Regions from separate parts of the Rattus norvegicus genome. Here region 2 is linked to region 1. A link is a contact called in public Hi-C data. All regions are on one chromosome and are shown on one strand. Each heading gives the region's core, a stretch centred on a gene start, on an enhancer-like site or on the middle of the called end of the contact. The rest is flanking DNA. Distances are from core to core; before and after follow the strand shown. Region 1 holds the start of Camta1 (calmodulin binding transcription activator 1). Region 2 holds the start of Tas1r1 (taste 1 receptor member 1).

What was found. Hi-C and Micro-C count contacts between places; a contact is called where the count stands out from the background.
Region 2: a contact with region 1 is called in a Hi-C map of hepatocytes, with 2.9 times the contacts expected there. The contact joins the promoter of Tas1r1 here to the promoter of Camta1 in region 1. A contact is called at or near these places in 3 of 12 Hi-C or Micro-C datasets (frontal cortex, hepatocytes and kidney).

Annotation. Positions count from the first base shown.
Region 1 is chr5:167,638,068-167,640,915 of GRCr8, forward strand. Camta1 (calmodulin binding transcription activator 1) reads right to left here and starts at 1,373. Exons shown (of 24, transcript NM_001195559.1): 1 at 1,276-1,373. The coding sequence starts at 1,320.
Region 2 is chr5:167,826,954-167,829,653 of GRCr8, forward strand. Tas1r1 (taste 1 receptor member 1) reads right to left here and starts at 1,337. Exons shown (of 6, transcript NM_053305.1): 1 at 1,150-1,337. The coding sequence starts at 1,337. Nol9 (nucleolar protein 9) reads left to right here and starts at 2,316. Exons shown (of 12, transcript NM_001399235.1): 1 at 2,316-2,700. The coding sequence starts at 2,339.

The DNA.
Region 1 (2,848 bases), core at 123-2,622:
ACACCAAATTCAAGGGCACAGGACCCTTTTCCCAGCGGGATAGTGTTAACTGGTGAAGGGTGCCCCCTAAGATCCAAAAGTGAACGGGAAGCAATAGATTCTCGTTTTCCAGCAAGAAAGAAGTTAATTCCTGAGGTCCCTTTTCACTCAAGTGGTAGGCACATCGGAAGTCCTGCCTGCCCTACATCTTACTGGGGCGCCCACCCTGGCCCAGACAGGGAACTCCAAGGAGAGAGGCAGACAGCTAGGGAGAGGAGCATTGGAGCGTCCGATTTTCCCAACAAGAAAGAGGGCAACTCGAAGGGTGTTCAGGAAATGAGCTCACCCTAACCCAGGAAAGTGTACGGAAAGAGTACAGATCTGGAAGAAGTGTCTGCCTGCCTATTTAGAAATGACTTCAGAGCTGCACAGGGCCCCACAAGCCACTGGGCGAGCAAAGAAGGAAGAACATGGGTAGCCGAAGGAGTCCCCTTGTCCTGTCAAAAAAGGATAAACCCAGCGTGCAGAGGCTCCGCGGCCCCACGAGAGTCCCCTCATAAAGGGGACAGGCTAACACGGGGAGCCCTCAGTGCTCCGCTAGGATCGGGGTCACGGAAGGTAAAGGGCAAGGCAGTGTGGAGACCCCACCCTCCCTGTAGTGAGGGTGCAAGGGCAAGAGTGGAAGAGCATGCTGTGAGGGGCGGGGAGGCCATGCGAGGCCCCCCGGCCCTGCTGGGGGAGGGGTCGCCCGGGGCCTTGGCCGAGGGGCGCTCGGCACGAGGGGGGCCCCCTGGCGGGGACCCGCGCGGGGACACCCCCACGCCGGCGCTAGGAGGCGCCGCGCGGCCCGAGGGGGGCTGTGGAGGGGAACGTCCGGCCCTGACGCCGCTACGGCCGCCGGCACCGGTGCCCGCGAGCCCCCGCGGCCCGGGAAACTTTCCGCCCCGCGGCCCCCTGACACCCGGACCGGCACGGCGGGGATGCCCCGGGCCGGGTGCGGGAGGCGTCGCGGCTTCTCCTCCTCCTCGCTGGGCCCGGCCCCCGCCCCGCGCGCCCCCCGCCCCGGCCTGCCGCCCCCGGGGCTGGGTGCGGGGCGCTGCGCTCCGCCGGCCCGCGAGTCACCTCAGGACTCGGCCGCGCTCCGCCCCCCCCAACCCCGCCGGCGCCCTCCCCGCGCCCGCCGCGCCCCCGCGCTCGCGCCCCGCGCCGCCGATGCCCGGGATGTCCGGCGCGGCCCCGGGCTCGCCGTGTCGCCGCCACCCTGACAGCCCCGGGCCCTCGCGCTCCGGCTCTCACCTTCCGGCTTGTTTTCGGCAGCCATTTCCCCTCCGCGCGCCACATCCTCCTCCTCCTCGCGACCGGGACCCCGAGCGCGCGCCTCGTACCGCCGCCGCCGCCGGCCCAGCCACCCCGCCGCCGCCGCGCACCCGCCCTGGCCCCGCCCCGCGGCCCACGCACAGCGCCCAATGGATAGCGCGTCTGTCAGTCATCGTTTCCACGACCAATCGGGCCGCACCAGGGGTCTCACTACTCTCCGGGAGGAGCGTCCTATCCACCCAGTCCATTGGCTGATCACCACCGCACCGACTAAAGTGATTGGCCTGGAATAAACGCCCCCTCCCCACCCACTCCCAGGAAAACCCGCCCTCCAGACCTAAACAAAGCTTCCTAGTGGCCAGAGGTCGAAAGAACGGCCCAATCAGGATGAGTCTGACACGGAATATTTCCTCGAGGCCGAGACGTGGTGTTTTGATTGGACGTCACTACAGTGTTTCCCAAGCCGTCCAGACCAATCAAAGGGGGTTCCCGGAACTCGGGAACGGCTGTGGGAAGCCCCGCCCCCCCAGCGTGACCGTCATGAGGAAGGCGCTCGCTCATTGGTGTGTTGGGGCTTTTCCCGCGTGCTCCCGGAGCTGAAGGACGTTCCCGGGGAAGCCGCTGCTGGCGCGTGGGGGTCCCGGTGTCTTCGGAGGACACGCTGGGATCTCTGGGATCCCGCAGCCTGCGGCGCTGGCAGGGGCAGCCCTAGCAAGGGGATACGTAAGGCACCGAGGCGTGCCGGTTCGCGGTGTTCCCGAACCCTTTAGCCGGGAGTCCGGGCGTCGCTGCTCGCCACGGGGGAGGGGCGCACCTCCCGGCAGACCACGCCCCTCAAGCAAATCCCGCCCCTTCCTGGCCTATGAGCCCCGCCCTCTCGGCCGGCGCAGCGTCCCCGCGGCCGCCCTACGCTCCCGCCCGCCTTGCGCTCCTCTGTCCCCTTTTCTAGCGGCTTAAAATACTGAAACTTTATTTTGGTCACGTTGCCCATGTGACCGGCGGAGCCGATGAGTCATAGGTGCCTGTCCCAGGCTGCAGCCGGGGATCTAGGGCTCGGAACGTTCGACCTCGGCTAGCCTAGCCAGTCCCTCCCGGGCTCCCGGCGCTTCTGTCGGGCTCCGGCCTCAGCTCCGCGCAGCTCCACACGGCTCCACATCGGAGGGATTCGCACGCCCCGCAGACACAATCCCCGGCCAGGAGAGCTGCAAAGTACTGCGCCTTCTCGAAAGAAATCGGGGGCTCTGCACGTGGCCAGAAAAAGAGGAGAAAAGGAAAGGAGGGAGGAAGGAAAAGGGCAGAGTGCAAGAATTTCGCACATGGACAGATAAAAGGGAAGGAGAAGAGGGAGGGAAGACACCGCGCCAGGGATTCTGCAGGTGCACCGAAGGGAAGCGGGAGGGAGGGAACGAGAACGCAGTTTAATGAAAAGCAGCTGAGCTCCAGATCCTCTCTGTAAACTTGCAGTGTTTGATTCCTCAACATTTTTCCCCCCTCTCCGTTTGCTGCTAGCAGAAACACTGAAAAAGTCGATCGAGTGTTTTGGCGTTAGCAT
Region 2 (2,700 bases), core at 87-2,586, 190 kb after region 1:
CTTGGTCAAACTGATACATAAAATTAACCATTACACCCGCCTCACAGGGCTTGACCTAAGCTGAGAGCTCTCGGTTTTGGTAGCTGTTGTCACCAGGGAGGGGCACACACGATGCTAAGGATTTGACAGAAAGAGCATGTCAACCTGCCCTGTTCCCCAGCTCGCTGACTTTTAACCGCCCCCCCAATTTGTCACCTGTGTCCCCAGAGCGAATTGAGAGCCTCACTACCTCTTCACCGTAAGATCTGAGTTACCTGAAGCCAGTTTTCTTTTCCTTTTTAAAAAATATTTATTTATTTGATGTATGTGAGTACACTGTAGCTGTCTTCACACACATCAGAAGAGGGCATTAGATGCCGTTACAGATGGTTGTGAGCCAGGTGTCCCAGAACCCTATGTCCCGGCCAGCAGTCAGGCAGTCATCATGTGCGGTGCCATTGCTCCGGACCTCCCTTCCCAGCGTGAGGCTTACATAGACTGCACGCAGCCACCTCGAAAAGGAAACCCCTGAGGAACTGCACTTGCCTGCCGGAGAAAAACCAGGAGACTTGAACGGAGTTACAACCCACTGGAACGGCAAAAACAAAAGAATATAGTGCAGTATAAATAATAACACCCAGGGGGCTGGAGAGATGGCTCAGCGGTTAAGAGCAGTGGCTGGTCTTCCAGAGGTCCTGAGTTCAATTCCCAGCAACCACACGGTGGCTCACGACCATCTGTAATGGGATCCGATGCCCTCTTCTGGCGTGTCAGCGACATGATACCCATATAAATAACAACAGCACGGCAAACTAGGGATGGACTCCTTAAGCTCCGGACTTGGACTTCAGTCATTATAGATTGCTGGGGACTGGCTAGCTAGCTCAGGGGCAAGCTGAGAGGTCCTGCTTCATTTTACTCTAAGGGAGAGTCTCTGTGACAGGACTTCTGGCCTTAGCTGGTCTTGAACTCACCGTGTAGCTGAGGCTGACCTTGAACTTGTGATCCTCCTGTCTCCATCCCCTTAGTATGGAGATTATATGTATTGCATGCCTTAGCCACCAAATCCAGCTGATACGGTGCTTGAGCCTAAACCCAGAGCCTCACATACAGGCACCAAACAGATATACCCTCAACCACTAAGGGACAGCTCTGCTGGCCCCTACTTACCTGTCACAACTTGTCACCAGAGGTCTGTGTCTCACCTGCAGACAGTCACCATGGAGGGAGAACAGACCTGCAAGGAGGAAGTCCCCAGGAAGGCTGAAGCCTGGAGAGGACTCTGTCCTTTGGCAGCTGAAAGCCCAGCAGTAGACCAACTGCAGGCTGAGCAGCAGGTGAGCAGCCCAGAAGAGCATGCTGGCCAGCCGTCGTCCCTCTGCCCAGCATGGCTGAGCACAGCTCTGACGAGGGCTGCTTAAGTGCCGTGAAGGACAGCTGCCCAGGCGCGTTTTTGTAACTTCATGCCCTTGAAAGGGGAGGGACTGGAGCCCAGTTGTGGAAAGGCTGTGGGTCTTCCGGACTGTGGTCTCTCTCAGGAACTGGGCAGGGCCAGGACATGGATGGAAACCAGGTGGATCCCTGAGACCCCCTCCCCTGGATAGTTGTGGTTTTTGTCCTTGTTCAGGCTCACCGGTCTCAGGAAGTGAGCCCTGCTGGTTTTCATGGAGGATAGGGAGGGCTGGGGCACTGAAGGTCAGGCTTACTGTCAGGGAGCTGGTTTGTTTGTTTGTTTGTTTGTAAGTGTTCTCTTGCTCTGTCACCCAGGCTGTCTTTGAACATCAGAGCTCAAACCATCCTCCTACTTCATTCACAGGAGTAACTGAGCTTACTGCTGGCTTGTGTCAACACAAGTTACAGAACATAGTAAACCTCGCGTAGTAAACCTGAAACCAGGCTTCGCGACGACCGCAGTATTCAGACATTCAAAGTGTGAGCTAATCATCACGGTTTAACCTTGTTGTCCAGGATTGTTCCCATCTGCCAGAAGACAAATGTATGCAAACCCAACATATACAAATGGACCGGATTTGCCAATCCTGGAGGGTTTTTTTTTTTCTTTTCTGCAAAAAGAAAAAAAAAATCCCAGGTGGATTTCCTGAGAGGTGGCCTGGTGGTTAAATCCAAAGGGGTTTGGCTCCCCCGTCTCCAACCGGCCAGGGTGGGCTTTTGCATAATGTAAATGGGGCTCCGGGTGGGACCTCCAAGCTTCCCTCCTGCAGCTGAGGGGTGAGGTCCCTGATGATGTGCTGCAGACACCGGCCGGGAGGGGGCGCGAGCCGCACCGCACGTCTTCCGCTAGGGGGCGGGGCGACACGATCTCGCGAGATCGTCCCGCCGGAGGGGTTCCGGGCCAAGTATGGCGGAATCAGAGGTGATGCTCCGGCGGGTTCCGAGTCGCTCTTCCTGGCAGCGGGTCCGCAAAGCCCGGCCCCATCTCCTCCTCAGCCGTCGGGGCCGTCGCCGGTTTGGGGTCCTCACCCGGGGTGAGCTGCGTCGCCTGCGACGGCGGCTGCTACGGGCGCACGCTTTGGGCGGGGACTGGAAGCTAGGTGTCCCCGCGGGCGCGCACGTGGCGGTAAAGTGCAAAATCCGAACCCGCAGCCGGCCGGGGTCCCGCAGCCAGCCCACGCCGAGCGTCCCGCCCGTGCCCTGCACCCGGGTCGGGTCATGCAGCCTGCTCAATCCCCGAAACCATTCCACGCCCCAAAGCCGGGCCGG